Linked DNA regions of Rattus norvegicus: region 2 is linked to region 1. A link is a contact called in public Hi-C data. All regions are on one chromosome and are shown on one strand. Each heading gives the region's core, a stretch centred on a gene start, on an enhancer-like site or on the middle of the called end of the contact. The rest is flanking DNA. Distances are from core to core; before and after follow the strand shown. Region 1 overlaps Skap2 (src kinase associated phosphoprotein 2). Region 2 holds the start of Hoxa1 (homeobox A1).

Region 1 (7,446 bases), core at 4,903-7,402:
CATGCTTTACTGTGATTATTGATGCCCATTTTGTCATTTTTCTGATGATTTAATAAAACATATCATAGAGGCAAAGCTTTCCCATACCAGTACAACCCTTAGCATATACTATAGACACATTTTAATAAAGTAAAAATAAATTTGTGGTAATTAATTCTTTGAAATTTATTGTTAACTTTGCTAAGAACATTTTCCATTTAATTATTACAACTATTTTTTAATGGTATGTTGGTGCTAACATTGGATAGTGAGTCTAAATCCCAGTTTCTTCTTACAAGCCAAAACTAGCATTTACTACCTAGATGCGGCTGTCCTATGTAAGGACAAGCACCCTAGGGTTTTTACCCCCAATGCTGGATTTGTAACCAGGCTGGAGAGAGAGAGTGGGTGCAAAAGAAAGAGAAGGGCAAGGTAAACTCTGTCTTTCACCTTAAAAAATAAGTGCACCATCTGTGAAAAAATCCTAGGTGGGATTGTGTGGATTTCTGCCTGTAGAGTTTATGGGGATCCCCCATAAACAACCTGCTGGCCATGAGTAGTCCTTGAGATTTGTCCAAAGTGAGATGACGGTTGTTAAAAGAAGTGTCCCATATTAAATTACCGAGGTTAATGCGGCAGTGTGCACGAGGACAAACTGTTCCAGCTGCTCCTTATTTTGAAGCTTTTATTATTTTGTTGGAGTTGAATTATATAAACTCAAACCACTTACATTTGACTTCTAAGCACAGTAACCCAGAAGCTTACTTCAAATCCTGGGGTTGATTAATCACTGGCTAAAATATACAGGAGACTTTTCCAATACATTATAGTTGCCCTTTCTCTGATATTATCCCCGTCCACTTGCAAAATCAAGCCTGTGTTCCTCTCAACAACACAGATCATCTGGGCCAGCCTCTAAGTGACGCTATGTCCATTTGTTCACTAGTCGCAAAACCTGAGCCTTCAAATGTCTAGGAGGGCAGACACAATGCTTATCAACTCCGGTTCCTCCACCTCTCACGCCATCTCCTTCCTGTTTCCTTTGCCCCTGCAGTTCAGGATTTCCTTCCTCTTTATCTAGACTCTCCATGCCCCTCATCCAGGCTGACTGAGACAATGGGATTTAATGATCACTTGTAAAGCAATTTCAGTCCTGCCCTGTCTGCTCAGAAACCTTGTAAGGTTCTCACTGCCCACCAGACTGGAGTCTGAAGCCTATAATGAGATGTTCATGGGCCTTCGACTGGTCCCCGTCTCTCACATTGCCTTCTTTCTTGCTTTTCCCCCCAAGAGTGCCTCGATACTTTGTCCATTGAACATGACTGTGCCTGTACTTTAAGGTGGGATCTGGAAAGAGCTTCTTGTGTCCTACAGGTCTTTCATGGGATCCCAGGTTCTCCCCCTGCACCAATTCAGTGCTTTGGCCCACCCATCAGGGAGGTCTCATTTCTGACCCCAGCAGGCTGTCAGCTTCCTCTGGGCAGGAGCTTCCTATTCCCTTCGCCTCCTTGGCAGATCTTCCCTCTCACGCGTGGGTGATCCTCGATGAAAACTGATTGATGGTTAATTGGTTTCATAGTCACACCAGCTACTATGTATATCTTACACACACATTGTGGTTGTTCTTGAGTTGGGATACTTTTTAATTTAGTTTTTCTTTGTATGCCATTTGTTTGTATATCCTACATTAGATATTTGTCAGCTTTGTATAAATCCTTAAGTAGGGAAAATGATAATGTAATACATGTGCTTTTAGTAGAAAAGAATGGCATAGTTTGATTCCATGTAAAGCAATTTCTTGCTTAATGTTATGCTCCTTCGCTCCATATCCTGGGAAGGGAATGTGCTTGGAGTGTGTGGGAGCAAAGCACTGACTACAGAGAGGATGAAAAACATGGGTTTTAAAACCACAGCCTCAACTTTAAACCGCATGCTTTGGAAGCCTGCCACTTTTGCATCTCAGTTCACTTATCTATAGAACGATGATTGTCTATAAAGTCTTTCCTCCTGTGGTATGTGACACATGGAGAGCCACAATAGAATTTGGGGACCCATCTAGTAGCCTTTTGTGAGAGGATTAAGTGAGGAAACCAGTGAACATGTCTGACATTTGATGACTTACAGATTATCTGTATTTTATGTCATACATTTTTTCTGTGCTGTCTTGATGTTTTAGGAACCATGTAGTAGTATTCCTGCTACTCGGTATCATGTAGCATATTTGTATGATGTCGGCTGTTACTTCACTAGATTTAAGGGCTGCCCTGGATTTAAGATTGCTCCAGACAAGTTGCTCTGCATATTTAAAACAAACATGCAACGCCTTGGGGCATATCTTATATTGTATCAGGTCAGCCGTAGCCTTGATGAGGACGCTGGTTATTAACACAGGAATATGAATCGGGCGTTTCATGCTCTTAAAGATAATTGTTAAGTGCTGTAGACTTTGTCTTGCTCTGTAAGCAGGGTGGATGCTGTGATAGACACGGGGCCTGCTAATGTGCCACTGTCACTGTTTATTTGCAGAGGAGGAAGAGGACACCGCTTCAGTGAAGATGGACGAACAAGGGAAGGGGAGTCGGGACAGTGTACAGCATCCCTCAGGTAGCACCGGCAAAGCTTATTTTTGTTTTGTTCTTGTCCCTTTCTAACTCTCTCATGATGTCTGCACAGCTCCCTGAAGAGGTTGGCTCATTTGGTCTGTATGTCTTATGGTTGATAACCTGCTTAGTCCCATTTAGGATGCATGAAAACCACTTGAGAAGGATTTATAAAGTAAGCCAATTTATACAAGGTATTCCTTCCTGAATTACTTTGTAATGACTCAATTAGCTTTCATTTCTGCACAAAGGAGATTTAGTTGCATAAATTAGCTTATCATCATTGAGGAAGTGTCACTGCTAAAGGACAGTTTATAGATACAACATGCAGTTGCTGTCAAACCTATAAGAATGTAATATAGACATCTGTGTATACTTTGTGCTTGAGCAGAACAGACTTCTGCCATTCAGAGACTAACAGGGGACAACAAGTTGCCCAGGGGACTGGCAATGTAGACATCTCTGAAAAGGTCAACTTGACACAGGCTCTGACAATCGACCCACAGCTCTGTCTTCTTTGATAAAAATCAGATAAACTTAAGACCGCTAATTGATCTGCAGCCTGTTTAAATGTTGGCCATGCATATCTTCATTGCATATGATTAACACAGAAGGCAAATGAATTGGGTAAGAAATGCCAGAGTCCAGTGACAGCAGCTTAAAAATGAGAAAAGGACACTGGTTGCCTAGAAGACTGGGGAGGATGGTCTGCATTATCCACTTCCGCCTGGCACGTGGCCCCAAGTACTAATTATGTGCACACCATGTACAAACACACAACACAGACAACTTTCCTTGCTTGTTGCTATTTCCAAGTAGCACAAGATAAACTATCTGTAGCGCAAACATGAGGTTAATTTTGATAAACCAACAGTTACAGGGAAAGAAGAGATGGGCTGCCTTCTTATCAGGACTTTACACCTCTCCACAGCCCTGTGTCAGCTGGGGCGAGGTCTGCCCTGTCGCCCCCGGGTCCTGTACAGGGCTGGAGCTAGGGTCACCTTCCCCTCTCTGATATGTCCATACATCACCCTGTTGAGTTGTCAGAAGCAGGGTGGACAAGCAGTACGTGTTCAGGAAGTAGCTTTCCTCCTGTGACACATGGGAAGGAAACAGGCCTGACTCTGGACCTGGACAGGAAGGCAGGCACAGGTTGCTGCAAAAGGTTTGGGTTTGCCTTTTTTTCAGAGAGGAAGCAGGACAAAGCCATTAGATGTTAGCACTCTTGCCCTGTAAAACAGAGCTGTAAACCATGGCAGCAAGCGAATGAAGCCCAGGCACTGTGCTTGATAGTAAATTGGGTGTTTATTTTGATAGTTATGAATCACGATGCTTCTGCCCAGAGCACACAGGTTTCTTTTTAAAATTTCTATGCAGGTATAGAAGATAAACACAATAGATAGACCTTCCGCAGACACAAGAGAGCATGCCTCAAGTGTTTGCCTTTGGGGGGGGGCAGTAAGTCGGTGAGCTTTTCACGCCATCGTCACAAGGTACTGCAGTGTCTCTTACCTCTCGTGCTGCAGAGCTCTTTCAAGCCACGCTCCAATGCCTTCGCACATGGAGCTTCTGCAACTCATGCGCGCCACTCGGCACTGAGCTGACAAGGGTGTTGCTTTCTTACTGAGCGTCACATCATGTGACCTAACCTTGCTCAAGAATTTCATGTATTTTTTTTACATTGACTAATTTTACAGGAAAAAAAAATCAGTGTTCTAATATAAAATATAAAAATAAAACTCAATTCATCTTGTCTCCTACAAGTTGCTTCACACTGATTCATCTAGCACAGATCATATACATTTATAGGTACATAGACGGTCCCACTTGATTTTTTTTAACACTGTAAAAATATGCTTCCCTTTCTAAAACACTTCTCAGGCTTGCAGTCCTCAGAGAAAGGGTCTCTGGGGTCAGCATCACGCCTCCTTCTTTGTCAGCACGTCTTTTATAATCTTGCCTTTGTAGACTATCTGGTGTTTACATGTTTAATTTGCACTTTGGTAACAGTCCTGTTAGCTTTGCCAAATATCTATTTTATAAAGTTTTTAAAAGCTCAATGTCTAAATTTTTCAAAGGCTAGCTAACTTTAAAAAAACAAACAAAAAAAACCAACCTACTTTCAAAAGTAACTCATGCCCCTCAGGACAGCACACACAGTAAGGTGAGGTTTTGCGTGTAATTTTCAAAATACCGATGGTATAGATAGAATGATGTTAACCCACCGAGTAAAGACAGGGAAACCACGTGAACTGTGCTTCTGAATGTTCCTCGTTATAAACAACGCCTATCTTTGGGGCCAGGGATGTGTCTCAGCAGGAAAGCATTTGACCAGCATATTCAAGGCTCTGCATTTGCTATCCCCATCGCCACAAGGCAAAGCAACATGTCATGGGGATTATCTTCCTGGGCAGAGGTACAGAGTGCTAGTTTTTGTGAGCCTTCTGTGCCTTCAAAGCTGTATGTGTTCGGGACTTCTGTCTGTGTGTGTAGAGCCACTTACATTTTAAAGATGAGCCAGCAGAGCTTCCTGCTTTCCACAAATAAGATCACTCCTAATTCTTTATGTCTGGCATGTTTTCCTGAGGAGACAGCTCACACACTGCTGGCCCTTCCCTCACTGGTGATGCCTGCTCTTCTAGAACGTCAGCCATATATCCAGAGTGTTCTTTAGCAGTGCTCACATGTGGGACCCAGAATTGAGGTCGTTTTTTGGATACCATCATCATCAAGATTGTTGGGGGCACAGTTGAAAATGCATCTTGTCGACAGCAATGCCGAACCCCTGGCTCTGTGGCTTCCTTGCAGCCGTGAGGTTTAATGAAATGTTCCTGATGCACATCTAGGGAGTCATGCATCTTGTACCCGGCGGGGGTCTCTCCCCTCGCCTGCTCCTGGAACTCCCATTAATGTTAATGGGAGTTCCTCCGAGTGTATCCAGGGAAAAAGAAACCAAAGTGATAAGAATGTGTATTTAAAATCACTGTATACTTTTCCTTTTGTCCTCTTTCCTGCCCCTACTTAAAAAAAAAAAGCTGTTAAATGAAAAGTACTGTGAGAATGTCTGAAAATGGAGGAAGGGCCAGGACAGCTGGGACCCTTTGGAATCCCACAGCTCCACCAAAAACTTTGACCTTAGTTTTTTAGCCAAAGTTTGTTTCTTTCTCATCTTCGGAGCAAGCCTAAGGCCTGAGCAGCATGGGGAACATGTCAGGGACCCCTACTGGGGAAACTAGCTATTTAGACCTTCTTCTTTGACTGGGCTAGAACTGTGTGGCAGGCTTTACGTGTGATGTCATCCCGTCTAACTCCCTGACTTTCAAGCTGACACTGACAGACTGCAGAGGGTGCAACACTTGACCCATTTAGCAGTTGATTTAATCTGACAGGAATGTTTCAACTTCTAAATCTCTATTTGTCTAAATAAGTGGTTTTTAAAGGAAATCGGTCACTTTATTATTAAGTGATATTTTTTCCAAAAAGAAAAAAAAAAAAAAAAGGAAAAGGAAAGAGACACTGTTTGGAGCTATCTGGCCAGCTGGAGTGCCCTCTAGTGTCCATTTACAGAATTTGTTTAATATATGCTTGGGGGGCTAGGGGAGGATGTGATAGGGGTGCCACAAGCATTGTTAGCTCTTGGTTGGATTCTGGGGCTTTAGTGCTTTGAGCCCAAGTGCTAAAGTGGTGAGGCCAAATACAGGGGGTCTCTCCCTCCCTCCCTCCCTTCCTCTCCCTCTCCCTCTCGCTCCATCCTCCCCATCCTATCATACCACCCCTATTGTCCCTCTCTTTCAGTCTTAAAAAATAAAAATTAACAGAGTTAGGTGGTATTTTCTAGTCCTTGTTTATTTTCTGAAAATTTAGTGAGAAGGTGTATCCTGTAACTACTTAGATTCCATGTTATTCAGATTCTCCTTTTTGAAAAATGTTAAAGACATTAAGGAGAATTAATCTAATAAATCAATACTTTGTGAAAGTCAGCACTGTGCTAACTATAGTAGTGGCTGTTTGCACTGAGATCGCCTCTTGTTTAAAAGCCACCTAACAAAACTGAGATGACAACCTGATCCGGCACCCTTCTCCACATTATCCCCAGATTCGGAGGTGACCATGCAACGATGGGAGCTGTCAGCACGTGTGTGTTCCGCCTGGCTGGAGAATGCACGGGCATCTTACTTACGTCTTACTGATATTACTCGCATTCTTTTTCCCTTAACTCATCAAAACTCAATTATCGTGAAATTAAAAACAGGAAACCGTTCTCTGTGTAACAAAAGCATCCAGTGTATTTAACTGTGTGCTGTGTTTTAGGAAAGCCACATTGTGTGAGTGACAAAGCATATATTACCCAGTTACTGTGGTATTACAGAGCGGTGGGCACTAAATAATCAATCAGTTAATGGTGTGTATGGCAGTTTGAACACTTCACATCCATTGTGCTTATGCCAGGAGAAGGATGAGCTGATAATTCCACTGTATGAGTCTAGTGACCTAGACCTGACTAACAGAAGTCCGCACTAGCAATTTCAAAGCTGCAAAAAATATTTTAGTGACAACTTTGAGAGACTTCGGGTCCAAATGCTTTATATTTGAGTAATTAAAGTATACTATTATTGATATAATACTGTTATCAAGTGTTCCAGACTCAGTGAAATTGTTCCTTCAAATCCGTCTGTCCTGTCCCTTAGATGCTAAACCGTGCAGGAAGACCAGCTGCTCTTCAAACACATAGCGAGTCAGCGTAAGACTTCTCACTAAAAACCGAGCAGAAGCCCCTTGCTGCTCTGAGAATGCAGTCACTGCAGGTTTTAGCTTAGGGACAGAAGTAGAGGGGCCATGAACAGCTAATGCTTCTGACACGACCTTC
Region 2 (7,691 bases), core at 481-2,980, 290 kb before region 1:
GGGGAGGGGACTTCTGTGTGTGGAGAACAAAACACAGAAGTCTGAAGACTTTGCACTCTTTTCCTACAGAGAAGGGGACCCCTAAACTCACACATACATTACGCTGTTAATTTCCTGTCTGATACAAGGCTTAGAGCAAAGTTTAGAGCAAAATCCGTACAGAACTGTCTGCAAGGTTTCTTAGGTGACCGCTGAATTTCACCCACTTAAGACTATGCCCGTTCTCAGGTTTGGCCTTTTCTTTCTCCAAGCCCAGAGTTGACATGGCATCTAATAGTAAACAACAATTACTGATACCATCAGCATCATTGTAGGACGACGTTGATGGAAAACAGGGCCCCTGTCCTGGGGTGATGCTCACATTTTTGCACGGGTCTCTCTGGGGAGTGACCTGCAGGTTCACACAAGCAGCTACACAGTCCGTTGGAAAGGGTCCCATCCACTCAGCCATCTGTCCACTGCCCCTCCCACCTGCCAGTTCTCAACTGCCCCCCCCCTCCACACAGGCAATAGGGGATGATGGGAAGAGGGGGCTCTCCTGCTTCTAACTTGCCCCTCCTGGAAGAGAGAAACGTGACGGGGGAAGGTCAGCATACTTTGTAGGAGTTGACTGTGATCTGGCCCTCTGAGGCCTATATTAAGAGTGAACAAGCTTCTGAGTCTCAAAGAGTCGGCAGATGGCCTGCAGCTCAGGCTCGGCCACGCCAGCCACGTCTGCTGGCGCCAACTCTCTCCTCTGCCTTCTACCCCTCAAACTCCAGCAGCAGAGTTGCTCCGAATCTTGCAGGCTACCACGAGCAAAGCTGACTGAGAAGGAGAAGGGAAGGAGGAGGGAGGGAGGGGGAGAGAGAGAGAGAGAGAGAGAGAGAGAGAGAGAGAGAGAGAGAGAGAGAGAGAACACTCGGCCTTTCCCAGAGAGCTAGGTTCCTAGGGCCGACCCCCTCCGCCCCCTACGGCCCCGGGGTCGAATTACTGAAGCTCCCATTGCTATGCCATTGGCCAGCAGGAATCAGGGAAGAGGGCTCTGAGACCCTCTGGATGAGGATAGAAGTTTCTTTTCTTGCTCTGGTCCCCAACACATTCACCCGGGTTCCTCCCAGTCAATCGTCTGCGCACGTCCCTCTACATTCCGAGGCTGGCGAGCCAGTGACGCAACCTCGCCCTAGGCGCCGCGATTCGGGACTCTGCTGGGGCTGGATCCTGGCGGCAGTCCCCGAGCTGAGGGCGTGGTGTTTGTTGGATTCCCACCCTTCCCACCCCGTGTGCTCCCAGCTCCGCCAGGGTCCTTGCGACCACGCAGAGATTTTCAGCCCACAAGATGCCGGCCACAAGACAGCCGGGAGGCCTCATCCCCTCTCACCTCTTGCCTGTTCAGTTCTCTCGGCTGGGTGGGGAAGGGGCCGCGGAGGGTGCCTCCCATCCCCCCCACTTCTGGAGGCGGAGGCGCGCAGAGCCGGGCGCGCGCAGAAGTCAGTCTCGGCTCCCTTTAGTCCCAATGCTCCAAGTCAGCTCCGGCAGCGGCCGTAGCTACCGCCGCGGCCCGGGCTGCCTGGGGGGGCGAGCGCGCGTCACCTACACTGAGGAGCGCCGGGGATTTAAATGCCACTGAAACGGTGATCCATCACCGCCGCCGCCGGTAAACTTTCGCAGGCGGCTCAGCCATTGGCTGACAGAGTCACGTGTCCTTCCCCTCGAGCCCTCCGCCTGCCCGCCCCGCCTCTTGCGCACTGTACATTCATATCATTTTTCTTCTCTGGTCCTATGGAGGAAGTGAGAAAGTTGGCACGGTCACCCAGGGCTTCGCAGGACCCAGTCACTCAGTGACAGATGGACAATGCAAGAATGAACTCCTTTCTGGAATACCCCATCCTTGGCAGTGGCGATTCTGGGACCTGCTCGGCGCGAGTTTACTCCTCTGACCATGGAATTACAACTTTCCAATCCTGCGCGGTCAGTGCCAACAGCTGCGGCGGCGACGACCGCTTCCTAGGGGGCAGGGGGGTGCAGATCACCTCGCCCCATCACCACCACCACCACCATCACCATCCCCAGCCGGCTACTTACCAGACTTCTGGGAACCTTGGGGTTTCTTATTCCCACTCGAGTTGTGGTCCAAGCTATGGCGCGCAGAACTTCAGTGCGCCTTATGGCCCCTATGGATTAAATCAGGAAGCAGACGTAAGTGGTGGGTACCCCCCGTGCGCTCCCGCTGTTTACTCTGGAAACCTCTCGTCTCCCATGGTCCAGCATCACCACCACCACCAGGGTTATGCTGGGGGCACAGTGGGCTCGCCCCAGTACATTCACCACTCATATGGACAAGAGCACCAGAGTCTGGCCCTGGCCACGTATAATAACTCCTTATCCCCTCTCCACGCCAGCCACCAAGAAGCCTGTCGTTCCCCTGCTTCAGAGACGTCTTCTCCAGCGCAGACCTTTGACTGGATGAAAGTTAAAAGAAACCCTCCCAAAACAGGTAAGTCCTGCCAGCTGGCAAACAAATGCTGTTCAGTTTTTGAAAGGGGCCGGTGCACCTAGTTTCCTAGGAAAATTAATGATTTTAAAAGATAGGTTCTTGCTTATGTCTAATGTCGTCTAGAGTTGTAGTGGGTGGTGTAGGGTGCCCAGGTGTGTTGAGGCAAAGGAGTTTCAAAGGGGCTGAGGTTTAAGTGGTCTAAAGGTAGATGGTGTGTGTGTGTGTGTGTGTGTGTGTGTGTGTGTGTGTGTGTGTGTGTGTTGGGGTGGGAGGTGGTAGTGGTGTCCTGTTAATATCTACAGGCTCCATTAATCACGAGCCTGATCACGCTAATGGCTGACTTCAGGTTAACACTTTACTTACAACATCGTTAGTCACTGGCGCTTCCTGATAGGGTTTGCGCTGAGCAGTTTACTGAATATTGCCTCAAGTTTGGGGTAAAGGTTTAAGAATGTTTATCTTTTCTCTCTTCCTCCTCTACCCTAGGGAAAGTTGGAGAGTATGGCTACGTGGGTCAACCCAACGCAGTGCGCACCAACTTCACCACCAAGCAGCTCACAGAGCTGGAGAAGGAGTTCCACTTCAACAAGTACCTAACAAGAGCCCGCAGGGTGGAGATAGCCGCGTCCCTGCAACTCAATGAGACCCAGGTGAAGATCTGGTTCCAGAATCGCCGCATGAAGCAGAAGAAGCGCGAGAAAGAGGGGCTCTTGCCCATTTCACCCGCCACCCCTCCTGGAAGCGATGAGAAAACTGAAGAATCATCTGAGAAATCCAGCTCCTCGCCCAGCGCCCCTTCTCCCGCATCATCTACCTCAGATACTCTGACTACCTCCCACTGAGGCTGCCCCAGCCCAACTCTGCAGCCCAGGCTTCTCCCTGGGCTGAGATTTCTTACCCAAAGCACATTCTTAGCTTATCTTCCTTTCTTTCCAGACTCTCTCTTCCTTTCTGGTCCCATCTGGGGAGCTCCTGGCTAAGATAAGATATTTCCAGAGAATTCTGGAGACTTGGTTGGAAGTTAACTCCTTATTCTATACCAGGTGCCCACATCAATTTCTGATGGTCCCCAACGCCCTTTCTTTACTGTCTTGAGATTTTTTTACACAACCTATGGTTCCTTTACTGTCCGTTGGAGAACAGTTCCCTTTGCCAACAGATATCTGCAGAAGGGAGGTGTCTCGCCTTTGTATCTATGTATTGTTCTGCTCCACCTGGCCTTTAAGTAGGACATAGAGGAGGGAGGGTGTCCAAAGGCTCATGAGGAAGAGATGCTCCATGTTTACACAATTCACCCCTTGATTGCTGGGTATGAATGCTTTCTCTTCAGAGATTTATCTTTATACACATTTCGTAGAAATATGTAAGTCACTAAATCAAACAGGGTGGACAAATTCTCAAAACTGGCACAGGCCATGTGTGATTATGGGTGAAAGGAGAAAACCTCTCTCATTCTGAGTCAGATACTTCAGAAGGTGGCCTTGGTTGGTTCTTTCAGAGTTTAGGCCTACAAAGCACAAGGTTCAGAACCTTTCCTGTGCCGAGTCTTCCCAAACTCTAACCAATTCTTCCTGCTTCTCTGGCCACCCTGCATTTAAAAAAGTTATGCTGGACTATTTGTAACCTAAAGGAATTCTTTTCAACCACCCTTTCTTTTCACAGTATCTTGTATCTTGGCTGGAGACAAGTGTATTTTCAGCTAATTGTTTGTTAATGTGATGTATGGCACAACGAATGTATATTTTGTGTGGTTCGTGAATAGTCTTCTGCATGTCGCACAATGTTTTGACCTCCCTGAAATAGCACACTGAGTTCTATCAGTTGTCCTTTGTGAGCCTAAGATAGTCCCCATTTCCTGTACAATCATGAGCAGCTCTGAGATCCTGGAGTGACGTGGTCCAGAGCAGAGTTTACGGGTCTTACTTAAGATGTCTGTAATAAAATATTCAAGTTTCAGGTATGCCTAAGCATCTTGCGTATTTGGCTGGGCTACAGTGTCTGCTTACATTGGCTCATTTCATGTGGGGAAGGGAGGGTAGTGTTCATTTTCAAAGAAGTAGGTTTCCCTCTGACATGAAGCTTGCAGCTTTCCCTAGAAGTACATTTTCACCCAACCAAAGTCTATTTAACGCACTGATTTTTTTTTTTTACAACAACAGCAACTCTCTTTATTATAGTCAGAGTTCAAAATGGAAAAAAAAAGTAAAGGAATATATGAAGGAGATCTCTTTTTGGAACACACATGGATACTTCCTGGGTCAAGTGCCAACCTTTTCACCTCCAACTGAATGTTGACATACACGTAAACACAGCCCCTTCCAAAGCTGAAAACTGTCTTCAGGCAGTCTTTCCTCACATTTGTGAACCCAGAGCAAATTCCCATTTAATCAGCTTCAGTACATAGCTGTGGTAAGGATGTCTCCGTTTCCTTTTTTGGATCGTCAGGCTGTGCTTCAATATATTCTACCTTTGAAATTGATGGTCTGTTTTCAGTAAAGCCCTGCCTCCTTCCCTATTCTTTGCATCAGCGTCCACCCCTCCCAGCAGTTCCTCACATCTCTGCCTCGCACACCTTATCCCTTCAGATTCAGCTTTCCTTTCATTGCCACCACGACTGTAATATTTCTGCATGTTTCTAACTCTGTGTCACATAACCTGGAAAGCAATTTACACTCTCTGTAGATTCAGACTGCTCCAGCTGAGCTTGGGAAAATCAAACCAAGCCTTTGTATATCCAAGTTATTTCTGATCGTGGCATGTGTCAGAGGAGAGGGAATCAACACATGACCAATGGCTTGTCAAGACCTTGTGACAATCTCCTATTATTTTTAACATGTTTCGGGGTTTAAGTGACATTTTCAGATCTTTCTTCCTGGTTGCTGCTAGGGATGGAGCTTAGGGCCTTGTATATTCTAGGTAAGTGTGGAACCAGAGAGCTGAATCCCCGTCCTCAGCTTTCACACGTATTTGAAGGTGCTGGTCTCTCAGGGCAGAGTGCATCACCAATACAGATGTATGACTTCCATTTCAGAGGGTGTTTTGAAAAGATGGGCTGGGGAGAAAAACCTACAAAGTATTATAATTTGCAGGCCTTCTAGAAGACTTCTGAGATTTCCTACACATCTCTGCTAAATGAGGAAGCCAGGACTTTGTGCAGGCAGTTGCTGCTTGCATATCAAGGGCACCGGGCATCCTCCCCTCAGCTGCTGGGTTTTGAGATTGCCTGAAAAGCTTCTAGTGGATGGCGAGAACTTCAAAGACACCACCCCTTTCTTTCATTTCCCTCGCCTGGCTATACTGTATCTTTTGTTTATTAGTGTAAGGCCACAAAGCAAAACAGATGGCTGGTTTTCAAATACTTTAATGTGTTAAAGTGTCATTTGCATACCACTGTCTTGATTTCAATATCTGAAAGCCGGTCCGACATGCTGGAATCCTGGAGATTCCAATCTTCAAGGTGCTGGTTTTAATGAAGCTGAGAGGGAAGAGGACCATAAATTATGCCTAAATATCCCTAGGCTTTCCTAGGTCATAGAATAAATCAGCTAACAAGTAATGCATTTAGGAGACATTAATACACCTTTCAACAAGAAAAACATTTGTATCTTTTTTAGCTGTCCCAATCGATTAAATCAAAGGCGCTTAACACATCCTATTTTAAGGTCTTTTCTGTTCTAGTCTCTGAGGGGCAGAGTTAGTGCCTTGAAAAATGACGGCAATGGCAACTGAAACAAAGTACATAGGGGAGACAGAAAATAACATTTTGTTGATACATTTTAAAATGAAACAAAGGTCTTAATCAGGGATCCCGGGTAATTGCAATATAATATTTTTTTCTTTAATTTTAATTTTTTTCCCACCTTCATCCAAAGTACTGGCAAAATCGAGGGTGTCCTCAAACTAGCCTGCCTTAGGTCTTGCTGTGACTGTGAAGTCTGCTATGGGCTCACCTTTGAGAGTTTACTTTTGGAGGCCATTCAGATGCAGCAATGTTTTCCTCTGGGGCAATCAGATTCAAACCGATCAATATTTACTCAGTCTGAAAGGGTTGTTGAAAAGGCTGCTAACAACAAACTGCTTAGCTGCTCACCCCTGTTTAATCTCAGGTTCACCGAAAGTTCAAGAAGAGATGAATGCAGTCGTGGGTCACTTTAGAAGGAGTCCCAGCAGTTTATCTGAGCGCTCAGCTAAAGGCAACAATTAGAGCTCCATCCCTCTTCGGGAGAGGGGCAACTTTCCTATTATTCTTTTGCTAAACAATGTTTACTAGAAACTTAAAACACTTTCCTCTTGCCTCTTAGTTCTTTTTTGGGGAAAGACAGACTCTTCCAGCTGCCCTTCCAGTGCGCCTCCTCCAGTTTTTCTGCCAATTCATTCAGGTTTCAAGTAAAACAAGTGGCAATGAATACCTTTAAAAATGTTAAGTCAGTCCGACCGGAAGAGTTCCGGTTTATCTCAGAAAACGAAACTCATTGGGTCACTAGCGCTAATCTTTGTGTAAGTGTGGGACAAGACCGAATTGAAATCCACTGCGCTGGAGGAATGCAGACAATCAGAGCCCCATTATCTGAGATGGCTGTTCAGACAGGAGTGGAGGGCAAAACCGACTTGTGTGGAAGAAAATCTTGGGCTAAAAAGCGAGCTTTAGTGATCTATGTCCTCCTAGAGCATAAACTGCAGAGAGAAGGGAGGGAGTCTGTGGGGAATGGTCTGTAGAAGATGCTGGACACTGAACCTAATTGCTACAGCTCTTCAGAGGTCAAAGTTCATGTAATCACTGCATAAATGCATACTAAATAGGGGCTCATTAAGCTTCCCTGATGGCTGAGCATGCCTGCGAAAAATGGTCACTGCTGCTTGCGTTTCTGCCTCAAGAATTCCTTAAAGCAGGAATTCTAGGCGTTCGAGTCTGATTTAGTATGCTGAGAGACAAGAGACCTTTCTGTTTTAAAAGAAAATTGAAGTCAGTGAATGGGCAGTATCCTTCTCTGCACTGGATAGGACAGTAAAAGACCTCTCATTCCTAGAAAAGCTTTCAGTACACACTGACCTAGCATGAACATGACCTAGCATGTCCATATCAGAGAAGCTGATCATTGGATGGTTAACCAGGTGACTCTCTGTACATCATGAGCTGGCTTGGTGTCTCACTGAAGCTCTGCCTTGTGCCTAGATGGCCGGAGCTGAATGAGAGCCATCTATGTATTTGCCAGGG

The links. Hi-C and Micro-C count contacts between places; a contact is called where the count stands out from the background.
Region 2: a contact with region 1 is called in a Hi-C map of psoas muscle, with 1.9 times the contacts expected there. The contact joins the promoter of Hoxa1 here to the enhancer-like site in region 1.

The regions. Positions count from the first base shown.
Region 1 is chr4:82,296,082-82,303,527 of GRCr8, reverse strand. It overlaps Skap2 (src kinase associated phosphoprotein 2), which reads left to right. Exons shown (of 13, transcript NM_130413.1): 10 at 2,506-2,583. Among named protein-coding and RNA genes, the nearest start is that of Skap2, 130 kb to the left of the region's middle. Within about 2 kb of position 6,152, at least 4 of the 93 cell types and tissues checked have an H3K27ac peak or open chromatin away from gene starts, as enhancers often do.
Region 2 is chr4:82,583,248-82,590,938 of GRCr8, reverse strand. It overlaps Hoxa1 (homeobox A1), which reads left to right and starts at 1,730. Exons shown (of 2, transcript NM_013075.3): 1 at 1,730-2,476; 2 at 2,963-4,434. The coding sequence starts at 1,828. The coding sequence ends at 3,318. Hotairm1 (Hoxa transcript antisense RNA, myeloid-specific 1) reads right to left here and starts at 1,524. Exons shown (of 2, transcript NR_132646.1): 1 at 1,361-1,524.